Linked DNA regions of Mus musculus: all the other regions are linked to region 1. Evidence: chromatin contacts called from public promoter capture Hi-C data. All regions are on one chromosome and are shown on one strand. The core of a region is the stretch at or near the end of the contact, and the rest is flanking DNA. Distances in the headings are between cores, read along the strand shown. Region 1 holds the start of Plekhb1 (pleckstrin homology domain containing, family B (evectins) member 1). Region 2 overlaps Fchsd2 (FCH and double SH3 domains 2). Region 3 holds the start of Pde2a (phosphodiesterase 2A, cGMP-stimulated).

Evidence for each region. Promoter capture Hi-C pulls out the DNA fragments that hold promoters and counts their contacts. Capture Hi-C pulls out chosen DNA fragments and counts their contacts.
Region 2: a contact with region 1 is called in a promoter capture Hi-C map of neutrophils, with 6 times the contacts expected there. The contact joins the enhancer-like site here to the promoter of Plekhb1 in region 1. A contact is called at or near these places in 2 of 39 promoter capture datasets (liver and neutrophils), 2 of 115 datasets of contacts at active chromatin or transcription factors (large pre-B cells and microglia) and 3 of 9 other capture datasets (adipose tissue, liver and macrophages).
Region 3: a promoter capture Hi-C map of liver shows a contact between it and region 1, with 2.4 times the contacts expected there. The contact joins the promoter of Pde2a here to the promoter of Plekhb1 in region 1. A contact is called at or near these places in 2 of 39 promoter capture datasets (liver and pre-B cells) and 2 of 9 other capture datasets (adipose tissue and liver).

The regions. Positions count from the first base shown.
Region 1 is chr7:100,660,684-100,665,201 of GRCm38.p6, reverse strand. It overlaps Plekhb1 (pleckstrin homology domain containing, family B (evectins) member 1), which reads left to right and starts at 2,808. Exons shown (of 9, transcript NM_013746.3): 1 at 2,808-3,044; 2 at 3,210-3,283. The coding sequence starts at 3,266.
Region 2 is chr7:101,211,939-101,216,621 of GRCm38.p6, reverse strand. The region is part of intron 8 of Fchsd2 (FCH and double SH3 domains 2); the gene reads right to left. Among named protein-coding and RNA genes, the nearest start is that of Gm50587, 44 kb to the left of the region's middle. Within about 2 kb of position 2,896, at least 48 of the 459 cell types and tissues checked have an H3K27ac peak or open chromatin away from gene starts, as enhancers often do.
Region 3 is chr7:101,448,493-101,452,709 of GRCm38.p6, reverse strand. Pde2a (phosphodiesterase 2A, cGMP-stimulated) reads right to left here and starts at 1,458. Exons shown (of 30, transcript NM_001143849.2): 1 at 1,242-1,458. The coding sequence starts at 1,358.

The DNA.
Region 1 (4,518 bases), core at 1,559-4,058:
TTGGATCCCACTGCAGATGGTTGTGAGCCACCATGTGGTTGCTGGGAATTGAACTCAGGAAGAACAGATAGTGCTCTTAACCCCTGAGCCATCTCTTCAGCTTTGATAAGTAATACTTTTGTAATTAAAAACAAACAAACAAATACTCAATGAATTTCCAGAGTTTATATTTAAAAGGTGTTCCTCTCTCCCTGGGGAAAGTCTGCTTTTGCTTTTTTTTATCTATCTATCTATCTATCTATCTATCTATCTATTTATTTATTTTTGAGCTGGTTTTGCTCTATAGTCCAGGCTGATCTTCCTGCCTCAGCTACCCAACTGGTTACATTACAGGCATGCCCACAACCTGTTAGCTCACCTTTTATTAACTTCTTGGAGCCAGTCATTGTCCAGGGACACATACCAAATCTGGCTGTATTTAAATTCAGTATTGGTGCTGGGTAGTGGTGGTGCATGCCTTTAATCCAAGAACTCGGGAGACAGAGGCAGACGGATCTCTGAGTTTGAGGCTAGCTTGGTCTTCAGAGTGAGTTCCAAGACAGTCAGGGCTACACAGAGAAACCCTGTCTGGAGAAAAGCAAAGTACAGACCCAACCAACCAACCAAACAATTCAGTATCTAGATCTGTGGTTTTGGTTTTCCCAGCTTCCTTCTTTTCCCTGTCTCTGCATCCTTCTTTATGAGGCTGATGGAGAATCTTTTCATTGAAGTTTGCACTGCTGTTGGAGAATCTTCCCTTTTCTTCTGGTTGCTAAATCCGGAGAGTGTAATCTGGGAGATGTTTGCACCGCCCCTCCCCCACCCCTCTGAGGAAGATGCTTAGCTGCCCATCTAAGGAGGGGAGGAGGAAGAACCAGAGAGGATTCTGGCGGGAGGTGGCAGGACCAAGGTTCAGACTCTGAGGCCAGCTTGCTTGGTTGTTTCCTCTCTCCTCCCTTCTCTCCCTGGCTTCCTTCAGTCCTTCTGCAATCAGCCTCCTGGATCCTCTCTGCTTCGCCCATATAGAAATCGTGGTTGACAAGGAGATACTCTCAAATGCTGGTCTCTGGCAGCTCTGAGTGTAGACAGGTGGGTGAGGCAGTAGGCGGGACCCTCTAGTGTCACAGTCTTGGATGCCTCTGGAATTGGGACACTTAGCCCTGTAAGTGTGACAGCATTAGTGAAGACTTAGGAAGTCAGGATTCCTCAGTCTATGGCTGCGACTGGCATTTCAGCTTTCAGGCAGACCTACTCACAAGGAATCCTCAGCCCTTGGTGGCGGTCAGCGTTACAGCTGACCGGCCCTAAAGACTTATTGGCTCCTTCCGCGACCGGGGCTAGTCTCAGTTCTCCTAGCTCTCTTGCCATCTCTCTGCCTCTGTCACCCTTCTTTCTGTCCTGACAGCTTTTCTTTAACTGTTAAGCACCTTGTCACCTTGCCACCTTCATGGCCAGTCTGTCAGTGCCACTCTTCTGTCCCTGCCGCTTCTTCTATCAGTTACCAGCTGACATGTACCACAGTAGGTAAGAAATTGCCCGGAGAAGCTTTCTATTAGGCCTAATGAGCAACACCAGAGAAGGAAGGTGTCTTTGGTGACTAAATGAGGCTGAGCAACCCACTTATACAGTCAGCGGCCTCGTGTTGGACCCATCTCCTCCTGACCGCTTTAATGCCAGTCACAGGCACGGAGGGAGGTTTGCTTTTGGAACAATCGATGCTTTGCTTCTGGAGAACAGTTACAGCAGTCCCTCTCTAGGCCACTAGAGGACGCGTGTCCCTCTCTAGTAGATGGAGACAGCTGGTCGCAGCCGGTTCACCTAGAGTTCACCAAGCCTAGTAATCCAAACCGCTGGAAACAGCCCAGGCTGAAGCTGCTTTCCGGAGTTGGCGTCATCAGCTGTTATCCTGCGCATCCCCGTGGCTGTTTGACTTAAAAGCCTTTTTTTTTTTTTCCTCAAGGTAACCAGAGCAGCAAAGGAGAATCTTCAGAGCTGCTAATGAGGGAGTCAGATCACCCTGCCCCCAAACCTCTGCGTATGTGCAGGAAAATGAACTTCAGGAGTATCTAGATGAGAATTTAACTGATCATTATCAACATAATAGCGACTATAGAAGTATTTTAGCGGCTTAACCTGCCAATATTCTCGGGAGAGATAGCTCCCTGTCTCCCTTCCTTCCTTCCCGTTCCTTTCCACTCTTCCCTCCTCCCTTCAACTTCCTTCTCTTTTTCTTCCATCTGTCTATTTCTTTTTTTGTTTTTGTTTTGTTTGTTTGTTTGTTTGTTTTTTGTTTTTCGAGACAGGGTTTCTCTTTATAGCCCTGGCTGTCCTGGAACTCACTTTGTAGACCAGGCTGGCCTCGAACTCAGAAATCCGCCTGCCTCTGCCTCCCGAGTGCTGGGATTAAAGGCATGTGCCACCACGCCCGGCTCTTGTTTTGTTTTTTGAGACAGGGTTTCTCTGTGTAGCCCTGGCTGTCCTGGAACTCACTCTGTAGACCAGGCTGGCCTCAAACTCAAATCCGCCTGCCTCTGCCTCCCAAGTGCTGGGGTTAAAGGCGTGCGCCACCACTGCCCGGCATCTGTCTCTTTCTCTCCTTCCTCCCATCCCGGTTATAGAAAGGAGAAAAATTAGTCAAAATTGGGTAGGGTTGAGACTTTCCAGAGACCAGAGAATGAGTTAAAGGCACAGAGATGAAAAACAGCGTAGTTTGAAAGATGCGGTTGCTGGGGCTGCTAAGAGGGGATGAGCTACTGGCTAATAGGATCTGTTGTGCTAAATCCCCCAGAGCACGCACAGCACGAAAGGGCTGAAGCACTGGGGTGGCTCTGGGTCAAGATTAAAGAGACCGGGGAGCCAAGAAGGGAGACTTAAGGAGCCAGGCCGCACAGCCACGACTGGGGAGATGGAGATGGACACAGCCTGCTAGGCCTCAGAATGAAAACTTAGCCCTGCCCTAAACTGGGCCAGAGAACCTGCCTTGCCCCATCTCCAGTCTCCTTTATTCCACCCTCCTCCCTACCCTATCTTGGAGACCTGGATCAACACCACCTCGGAATCACCAGGTGACTTGGCCAAAAACAGAAGGACAGAGGAGATCTCAGCCAGGAAAGCCCGGGAGGGGGCTGGAAAAGAGGGTGACTTTCTTTAGGACTGGTGCGGTCCCTCCCTACCTCTCCCTTCAGCGCCTGCTTGGTAGCTCTTTCCTGATCCCTTTATCTCTAAGGCAGAGTCAAGCCCCACTTCTGGAACCTTCTTGGGGATGCAGCTCTGACCATCAGGAACCATGAGCCCGGCAACCCCGGTAAGGACGAGTTTCTGGGGTAGGAAGAAGTAAGGGGGGGGCTTCCCAAATAGGTAATGCCCTGGTCTCTGGGATTCTCTGCTCCTGCAGAGGTGGGGAATGGACTGAGCTAGTCAAAGTAGCGACTGTGGAGGGTCGGATCCAGGGGACAGGACCATGTAACCCGCTAATCATATGACCTAACCCCCTGTTTTGACCGTATTTCCCCCAGGCAGTCACTATACACACGGTCCACTGCCTCCCAGTCCTTGTTCTAGCCTGGTACCCTCTGCAGCGCTATCCCTTGCCAACCCACATCTTCTCCCCAACCCCTCATTCATCTTCTAAGCCTACTAAAGACCTGGACTTTCCAGCAGTGCTTATGTGAGGTTCTTTGATCCACACTGGGGAAATGTTACTTCCCCTTCACGACCCCTCAGCTTCCTTGGGGAAGCCTTTCTGAACCCCTTGGGCAAAGAGCGACTTCCTCCTGGGTAAGCCACACTCTTTGCATTGGCTACTTTCACCTCCAGTCTCCTCCAGTAGACTGGTAGCTAGAGTTGTATTGGGAGGGCTCCATGCTGCGTTATAGCACTGTGGTGCTTTACAGAGCTAGAGAACGCTAACATCCGAAACCGGGATGGAGCCTGGCTTCTCTCTGCACTCTGTGTGTGTGTGTGTGTGTGTGTGTGTGTGTGTGTGTGTGTGTGTTGTGATGTGTAGTTTGTTTGAAGAGTTGTTTGTGAAGTGGTAGTGAGGAATCTAATATATAGCCCAGTCTGGCTTTACTATGTAGCCAAGGCTAGTCTGTGATTTCCCAGTCCTGCTGTGTCAGCCTCCCAAATATGGTCCACCCCACTCTGTTTTTTTTTTTTTTTCCTACTCAGGCATAATTTCCACTTATTTTTGTTTCCAGAGAGTATTATTTTCTTCAGTCTGTAAAGGACTTGGGTTCTTTACATAGGACTAGCCTTGGGGTGGGGGGGGGGATACGGCTACAGGGCTGGGACAAGGATGTTCAGTCTGTTGGGGTTCATGTAAGTGTTTCCTTTCTAGTTGTTCACTGAGAAGGAATAGAGCTTCATATACAATTTGGAAGCACAAAGTTGCTGAATAGGATCAGAAATGTCTCTGGCAACTGTGGGTGTGGCCACTCTTACATTTTGAATAACAAACTTTTGTTATTGTTGGTTTGTTTGGTTTTTTTGAGACAGCATTTCTCTATGTAGCCCTAGCTGGCTATATAGGAACTGACT
Region 2 (4,683 bases), core at 1,647-4,146, 550 kb before region 1:
AGACTGCTACTGTAGGAGGCTACTTCCACAAAGACGCATTCTGGGTGCTGCCTTGCTGGTACACTATCACTTTTGTTCTCTATGTTTTGAGTAGACCAGTGCTGATGATGGATAGTAGTGGCTTAGTAGTCTTGTGTATATGAATGTTTTGTTGAGCCTAAAAGATTCTCCTTCAGTATTATGCTTAAGATTCAATTTTCTGATCAGTAAAATGAAAATATTACCTACCTCACAGGGCTTTATGAAGACCAGAGATCAATCGAGCTCGCTCGCTCACACGCTCTCTCTCTCTCTCTCTCTCTGTGTGTGAGTGTGTGTGTGTGTGTGTGAAGACAAGGTCTCCAGGCAGCTCAACTCTTGAGTTTCCTGACTCCACTTCCCAAATGCACCAACATACACAGCTTCAAATTCTTATTTTTTGGACCCCCCCCATTTTGTCTTTTCATTTTCTTCATAGCTGTAAATTTAGCAACACCTCTCCCCCTCATTTGAGTATGGTTCTGGTGATATTTAAGAGAGCACTGCCTATGGCCATATGGACTTACACTTTGCTCCCTAAGAGTTTTGCAGTTTTAGCATTGACCTTTAAGTCTCTAGTTCATTTTAAATTAATTTCTATACATGGCAGCAATGGTTTAATAATTTTCTGTGCACGTGGATATTCAGCTGTGACCAGTACCACCTGCTCAAAGACATTCTTTCTTCCTCTGAATGGCTTTAGTATTTTGTCAAAAATCTACTAACCATCAACTACTCTTTTGCATTTCTCTTTTTAAAATCATATTTGTATTTTTTATTCTTAGGTGCTTTTATTTTTCATATTAACTTCTACGTTATCATGTGACTAGTGACTTGTCAGATATTCAGAAGTGGTAGTTGTGGCAGAAACTGTTCTTCCTTCCCTCCTGGGTATATGATAAGACTGCAATTCCTAGACTCTTCTGCTATTGCTAGGTATGGCCATGTCACTAAGCTTTCTTTTTATAACTTGAGTGGAGTAATTAATGCATGCGACTTTGTAGACTAGATCTCAGGAAAATAGGTGTGTCTACTCCATGATCTCATTCTCTTACTCACTGGCTATAATCCAAATAAGTGAGTCCTTAATGTTGGTCAGGCCAATGATGAGAGTTAAACAATGGAGCTGTCCTGGTACCTTCATCCTTGGATAACTTCAGAAAGTAGAACCTATTTATTAACCCTAAACTACTGTATGAGAAGTATTATCTTGTAGGAACCATCATAATTTGGAGTCTCTCTAGTTTAGTCATTTAGTCTTTATCCCAACTAATATAAACTTAGTATGTTTCAGTAGAATACTGCTGTAACAGAAGACTAACAGAAGTGGTATCTGCTGAGTGGTAGTGTAGAAAGCAGCAAGGAGATGTGCTGCAAGACTGGGAAGCAGGCCAGGATTATAAACCTTGTGTTTTAGGGCAGCATCTCTAACCCTCCTGTCTGCTAGGACCCTCACCTAGATGTAAAGCACAAGACTTAATGTAAAGCATTTAGCTCAATTGTCACGTATTGTTACTGTCATGCATTTTTAAAAACTGAGTTTGTTGTGGCTAAGAGATGGCTCAAAGGTTGAGTGCTTGCTGCTCTTGCAGAGGACCAGAGTTAGGTTCCCAGCACCTCCATCAGGCAGGCAATTCACAAGTCTGTGACTCTAATTCCCAGAGGATCTGATTCCCTCTAGCCTTCGTGGGCACCTACATGTACATGGTGCACATAAATTCATATAGGTGTGCGTGTGCGTGTGTGTACTTGAGGGAGGGTGTTAAAATTTGGAATTGTTAAATCTATTACTATTTTTCCATGTATCACTTGTCTTTGCTTTAAAATCACACTCTAACACTCACTAAGCTTGGATAAATATTCACTCATATTTTTGTCTATTTTTCACAAATATACTATCAAATATAGGCTGGTATGCTGTAAAAAGCCCTTTTATTTTTTACATTTTTTATTGGTTATTTTATGTATTGACATTTCAAATGTTATCCTCCTTCCCAGTTTCTCCACCACAAACCCCTATCCTCTCCCCCATCCCCCTGCCTTTATGAGGGAGCTCCTCCATCTGCCCACCCACTCCTGCCTCATTGCCCTAGCATTCCCCTACCCTGGGTCATTGAGCCTCCACTGGACAAAGGGGCTCCCCTCCCAGTGATGCCCGATAAGGCAGTCCTCTTCTACATATCCAGCTGGAGCCATGGGTCCCTGGTGTGTACTCTTTGGTTAAAAAGCACTTTTTAAGAGTCTAAACATTCTATCTTTCATAATCTTTCACTTTTCCACTGACTTGAAGTCTATTTTCAGTCTTATAAATTCTAAATATCTAGCTGCAATTAATCATGGCTTAAGAGGAAATGAGGCAAACCCAGTATAGCAGATAAAATTCCCTTTTCCGTGCAGCTGATGGAAAAAAAATCCTAGCTGACAAAAATCACACACACACACACACACACAAAAACCCCATATGCTTCCTTCACTTAAAAAACAAACTTCTGAATTTACACTCTCAACAGGTACAGTTTAGAAGAGTTCTATTCGGGGTAAGAACAACAACAAAAAAAACCTCCCCAGTTTCCTGGTACATTTGCATATTTTACCAAAGGCTAGGAGGAGGAAGAGCACCAAAAGTGTCCTCTGGAAACTCCCCATGAACCACAACTGTATTGGTCCTGCTTGGTCACTCAAGACAAAGCAAACACTCTCTATTTTAGTGCTAGAAAGATAAATAAGGTCTCTAAGGGGAAAGCTAATATTAGTTTTCACTGGTTCAGAGTAGAAACTATTGTAATCTTGTTCTCTTTTTCTTAAGATTTATTTATGTTATTTTATATGTATGAATGTTTTGCTCACATGTATGTCTATGCACCACTCATATGCCTGGTGCCTGTGAGATCAGAAGGAGGTGTCAGATCCTCTGTGAGTTACAGATGGTTGTGAGGTACCATGTGGGTGTTGGGAATTGAACCCTGGTTCTCTGTAAGAACAAAGCTCTTACCTGCTGATCTATTTCTGTCGCCCTCTCTTGTTCCTTACTTATACCCTCATCTTTACTTTGAAGTGATAAATTAACTAAGAAATGTAAGAAGTTACTTCTGAGACACTGAGTTTCATTAGTAAGATGATGAAAGGTAAAAAGAAAAATGTGTATCTGAAGAACCCCTCTACTGCAATTTATGCACAGGGTATTGCTAGCCACAGTTCTGCAGATGGGTAAAGAAGATCTCACCAGTTCACAAGCAGAGTGAAATGATCAGTGTACTTTGGAGGAGGGCTCCTGTAGCAAAACAATGCATACATACATAGTTATTTGAATTCAGAATTTTGAAACAAGGTCTCATATGGTAACACATGCTGGCCTTGAAACCAAAGTGATTCTTGTCTTAGTCACCCTGAACATCCATGTGCTTATATTGCAAGGTTGAACTGATACACCTGGCATGACTTCTTCCTATGGTCAAGAGTTCACCTTATCTAAAGCCTTAGATGTCTCGATGTAAACACAACTACTCTTCTACTTGTTTTACATGAAATTTCAAAACTTGTGTTACTAAAAGTGGAAAGGGCAAGAGGAACTTATGTATTGGTGTCTCAATAGAAGTTGAAACAAAGAAGGTACTAGATAGTAAGAAAATTAATGTGCTAGAAGACACAAGATAGTTCTCGGTCAGAAAGGCTATTAGGAAGGAAATTCTTTGAGACATGATGCAGAGAAGACCTAACATGCCCAGAAACTAGGGCAGCAAGCAAACCCCAGATCTTAGTGTTCCACATACTTCTCAATTCCATTAATAGCTTGTGTTAAGATCTCTAATCTCAAATTCAATTTTATTTTAAGACAGGGTCTCTCTATTTAACCCTTGGCTGTCCTAGAACTCACTATATTGGCCAGGCTAGCCGGGAACTCATAGAAATCAGCCTGCCTCTGCCTTCCACTATAGAGTGCTGGGATTAAAGCTGCACAACACCATGCCCAGCTCAAATTAAAATTTTAAAGCATCTGAACTTGGAAAGCTAACTCCTCTCAATAACATCAGCTTTGAGCTTATGTGATACTAAATCTTCTTGTAACTGAGTAAAACGCCTCATTTATAGCTATATGAAAGATAATATGCTATAATAACAAAGCCAGCATGGTACTGGCACAAAACAGACATAAAGCAATAGAACAGAATGGAGGACCCAGAAATAAACCCACACATTAATAAGCACCCATCTTAGACAAATCATCATAAATACTCATTGGAAATGAAGGAATTTAACAAATGGTCCTTTGAAAACTAGGTGTCCACATATAAGAGCGAAACTAGATCCTTAATCTGACCAAAAATCAATTCAAAATGGAGCCAAATATGGAACCAGACTAAAAAGCTGAATGAATAAAAAGATGCTATAAAAATGAATACTTACATGAACAATGGGATTTTATTAAGCTGTAAAGAAGAATGTAATGATGACTTTTGCATGAAAATGGATGGAACCAGAGATTATGTTAAGTAAAATAAACCAGACTCAGAATAACAAACACTGCATTTTTCATCTGTAGAATCTAGATTAAATTTACATGGGCACAACATGCACCTCTGACCCCACACACACATGACATAAATGTAGAAAGAGAATTATAAAAGAAGAGGAAAGGATCTAAACTGGAAGAGGTTGGTGAAGGGC
Region 3 (4,217 bases), core at 209-2,708, 790 kb before region 1:
AACACATGCTATGTACACAGGAACCCTCACATAAGCACATATACCCCAGACTCACCCATCCCTCACTACAGGTGAAGGACATTTACCCCCTCTCTCTATCCCCAAACCCAACTGCCCCAGTCACTACCAGGACAGCTGGGATAAGGAGATATCATGTATAAGTTATAAATACCAGTGTCCCACCTCACGATCCCTACCCACCATATATTTTGGGCACCCTGAGGGCAACGTTCTCCATGTTTAAGCCCTTGGACTTGAGTCCATCCTATGCCATACCTGAGAACACAGGCACAGGTGGAGGTCCTAGAGGCTCCAGCCCTGTCTTCTGAGCCGGTTCCCCCACGACCCAAAGTAGAGGCAGACATGTAGGGAAGGCATGGTCACAGAAAGACCCTAGCACAAAGATAGAGACCTACAGAAACTGAAGGGCTGAACAGACCAGGAGAGGTAGGCAGCCTGGAGCAACACACTAAACAAGAGAACAGCAGAGGGGCCAAAGGATGATGCACTCAGAAATTTGGGAACTGGAAGAATGATATGGGACTATCACATCTAGAGGCTGGGAGGCAACAGGAGGAGACTGGAGGTCTGTGTAAAAGATGAGGACTGGGAGGGGGCAGTCTGGCAGAGGAGAAGAGAGAATCTGGGTTTTAAAAGGGGGTTGGACCCTTGGGTTGGGTGGAAGATGGTGACTAGAATCTAGATGATTAGTAAGGATGGGGAGTAAGACTTTATAAAATAGAAGATAGAGGTTTGGGGGTGAGGTCCTACTTATGAGGTAAAGTTCTCTGCAGCCAGGGGCTTAGGGGATATGGGTGTGCCTGGAATCTGATATGTACAGTAGAGAGCCAGAGGTTTGAGAGGGGAGTGGGACTAACCTGGGAGGAGGGAACTCCGGGTTTATACAGAGCTGTTAATGTGGCTGAGGGGGGCAACGAGGATTAGGACTTCGGGGCTTGGGATGGAGGAGTTCTAGATGCGAAGCAGAGTCAGAATCTGGAGGGGCATTTGAACTATGAGCCGAAGAATCAAGGACCCCCTCTGGGTATGGCTGCAGTCCCATTCAGTACAAGACGGGTTCCAAACTAAGGGAAGGGTCCCCTCTTAAAGGAAGGTTCAGGAGAGAGTAGACCGTGGGGCAGACGACTGCAAGCTCTTCAGAAGACCGGGCCCTCACCGGGCTCTCCCTGGACACCCGCTTCTCCCTGTTACCCAGAATGGGGGGGGGGGGGGCCTCCTACCTGCAGGCTGTCGGCGCATGGCTGCGGCGGCGGCTCGTCCGGCTTGAGGAAGACCTGCTGGCCCCGCCTGAGGAATTGGACAACAGCGATGAGGATGTGGTGCAACACCAGGACCATGCTCGCAGCCGCCCGCCCGCCCCTCCAGCCCGGCCCGCTGCACTCGGTCAGCGCGTCCGCAACAGCTTCGCCGGTCCGCGCGAGGGTCCGCCCTGGTCCCGCCCCGCCCCCGCCCCCGTCCCGCCCCAGGCCTCCAGGCCCCGCCTACGTTTCTGCTACCGGGGACAGCACTTCAACGCCTTCCAAAGATCGGACCCCACCCGATCCCGGCCGGCTTGCTCCCTGCCAGGCCTTCACCCTCTCAAGTCTCCTGCAGCGGGTCGGCTACGAGGGCTCCCACTCCTCGGTCGCCTCTCAGCCTTCGCTGCCTTCCGCTTATCCCATTGTCACTCCTCCTATGTGGTAGGGCCCCTCCCAGAGTCCCGCGCACTGTCGCACCACATTCTCTCCCCATCACTTGGACTTCAGTAGCCCGGCCAGAACCCCGAGGCCGAGTCCAGCGCAGTGCGGGGAGAGGGGCCGCGGCCACAGTCCGGGAGCCCCGAGGTCCTTTCACTCCTTCCAGTACAGAGGGTAGAGGAAAGTGAGGGAGAAATTTAGAGGTCGCTCCAAAATGGGACGAGCCCTGAAGCGGTAGCAGATCTGTGAAGGAGACACGTGCGCCCTGACACACACAGGCGCACCGTTCCCAAATGTGGGGTGAGAGCACTGGGTTCCTAAGGCTACCAGATAGGCCTTCATCGGCGTCCCAGGAGGCTGAAAAGGGTGCAAGCCCCAGGGCCATCTAGTCCGCAGTTCCGCGGTGGGACCCCGAGAGCTGGGAGCGCATTTCTCTGCAGAGCCGCCTCTGTGCTCAGGCACTTGCAGCAGCCGTGACGCTCCTGCGCCCCCTGGTGTTCTATCGCAAAGGTGCACCCTGACCCCAGTAGGGGATGGCTGGAGGGATGAGGGGACATTTGTGTAACTTGGGTCAAACCCCTTGCCTGGACCAACCTGTTTTCTAGCCTCTGCTTGCTATAAGATGGGCTAAGGCACAGGACGAGTCTATATCAAATGGTGAATTTGGGTCTTCCTGGATTTTGCCAGTGTAACTTTAGCTTGATCCCCTTCCCATTGGGTGTCAGTTGTCCCACAGGGCTGCCAGAAGACAAAAACTTGGAATGATGGTGAGACAGACAGACTCCTGACAGCCCTCACTGTGACTTTCCCTGGTTCTCCTTTCTGCGCTACTGCCCCTCTTCCTGTACTTCCCTCTCCCCCCAGCCCTTGGAAGGTGACTCAGTGAGCCCCCTGCTCCTTGCCTCATAGATGTGATTCATTTGGGCCCTTTCCCCCTGGGGAGCAATTTCCCCAGTGTTGAGTCACTGAGCCCAGTGCTGGACACGGTCCCAGCACCTGGCACAGGCTTGGAAGTGTCCTAGCTGTCCCAGTAGCTCAAGGGGTGATCTTCCACACAAGGATTTTTCCCCCTCCTAGCTGAGCTTACAGCTTCCAGTGCTCAAACATCCTTAGTGGGGGTCTCTACCACGAGCACCATAAAACCTAAATCTCTCACTTGGCATTACAGACCTTCCACAGTTCAACCCTGATTATTGACCAGCTCTGACAACCCCCATCCCTTGTTTTTATACAGCCCTTTTCTTTTAGACAGCAGCTGCCTCATTCTTGCCTCCTGGTCTGTCATGGTGCCACCCTGTCACCTGCTAACCATTCAAGAGCAACTCAGAGGCCATCTGCTCCAAGACCCCTTTTCTGGATTCCACATCAGTGATCTAGGGGGGGCCTTTTTGTATCCTTCCTGGGAGTCATGTCTGGAGATGGGATCTAAGCCAATTGCTGCTGCTTCTTCTTCCTCTTCTTCTTCCTCTTCTTCTTTCTTCTTCTTCTTTCTTCTTCTTCCTCCTCCTCCTCATCCTCCTCCTCTTCTTCTTCCTCCTCTTCCCCTTCCTCCTCCTCCTCCTCTTCTTCTTCTCCTCCTCCTCCTTCTTCCTTCTTCCTTCTTCTTCCTCTTCTTCTTCTTTTCTTCTTTCTTCTTTCTTCTTTCTTCTTCTTCCTCTTCCTCTTCCTCTTCCTCTTCCTCTTCCTCTTCCTCTTCCTCTTCCTCTTCCTCTTCCTCTTCCTCCTCCTCCTCCTCCTCCTCCTCCTCTTCTTCTTCTTCTTCTTCTTCTTCTTCTTCTTCTTCTTCTTCTTCTTCTTCTTCTTCTTCTTCTTCTTCTTCTTCGTTTTTTGAAACAGGGTTTCTCTGTGTAGCTCTGGCTGTCCTGGAACTCAGTCTGTAGACCAGGCTGGCCTTGAACTCAGAAATCCGCCTGCCTCTGCCTCCCAAGTGCATCTTCTTAGTAAAGCAGTTTGTCCTACATATTAACATTATAGAACATGACATGCATGGGCTAAGATGTGTAAAGGTTACACCTACTCCTTTAGTGGGACTCTCCTTTTTCTGGCCTCAGTTTCCTCCTGTGTAAAAGAGGGGGGATGACCAATATGATGATGACTGTTCCCAGGTCCAGTACACATACCCCTTAGTAATCCTAGTCACATGTCACTGGCTTGGTCCCAGGCTTTCAGATACTCTAAGTAAGACACAGGTGCTCAGGAGGTGCTGGCATGATTACTGACCCTAACTACTGGATCTTCAGGGGACCTCATCTTAGCTCTGCAGTCGAGAGCCAGCCCCACCCTGGCAAAGACCCATCTTTAGGGACCTTCACAGCACTTGCCTCCTGAGAAGTTATTTTTTAAATCCTACTTGAGTCTCTCCTGCTTTGGTGACTATAGTCTCAGATGCACATTTTGTCTCCCTCAGGTCTTTGTGTGTTATTTGTTCTGAGTCAAATATTCATCAAGAGGACTGAGTGTGTCCTCACTCAGTCAGAGGGCTGCTGCATGTGGCCAATGGGGCCTCCACTGCCCCATCTG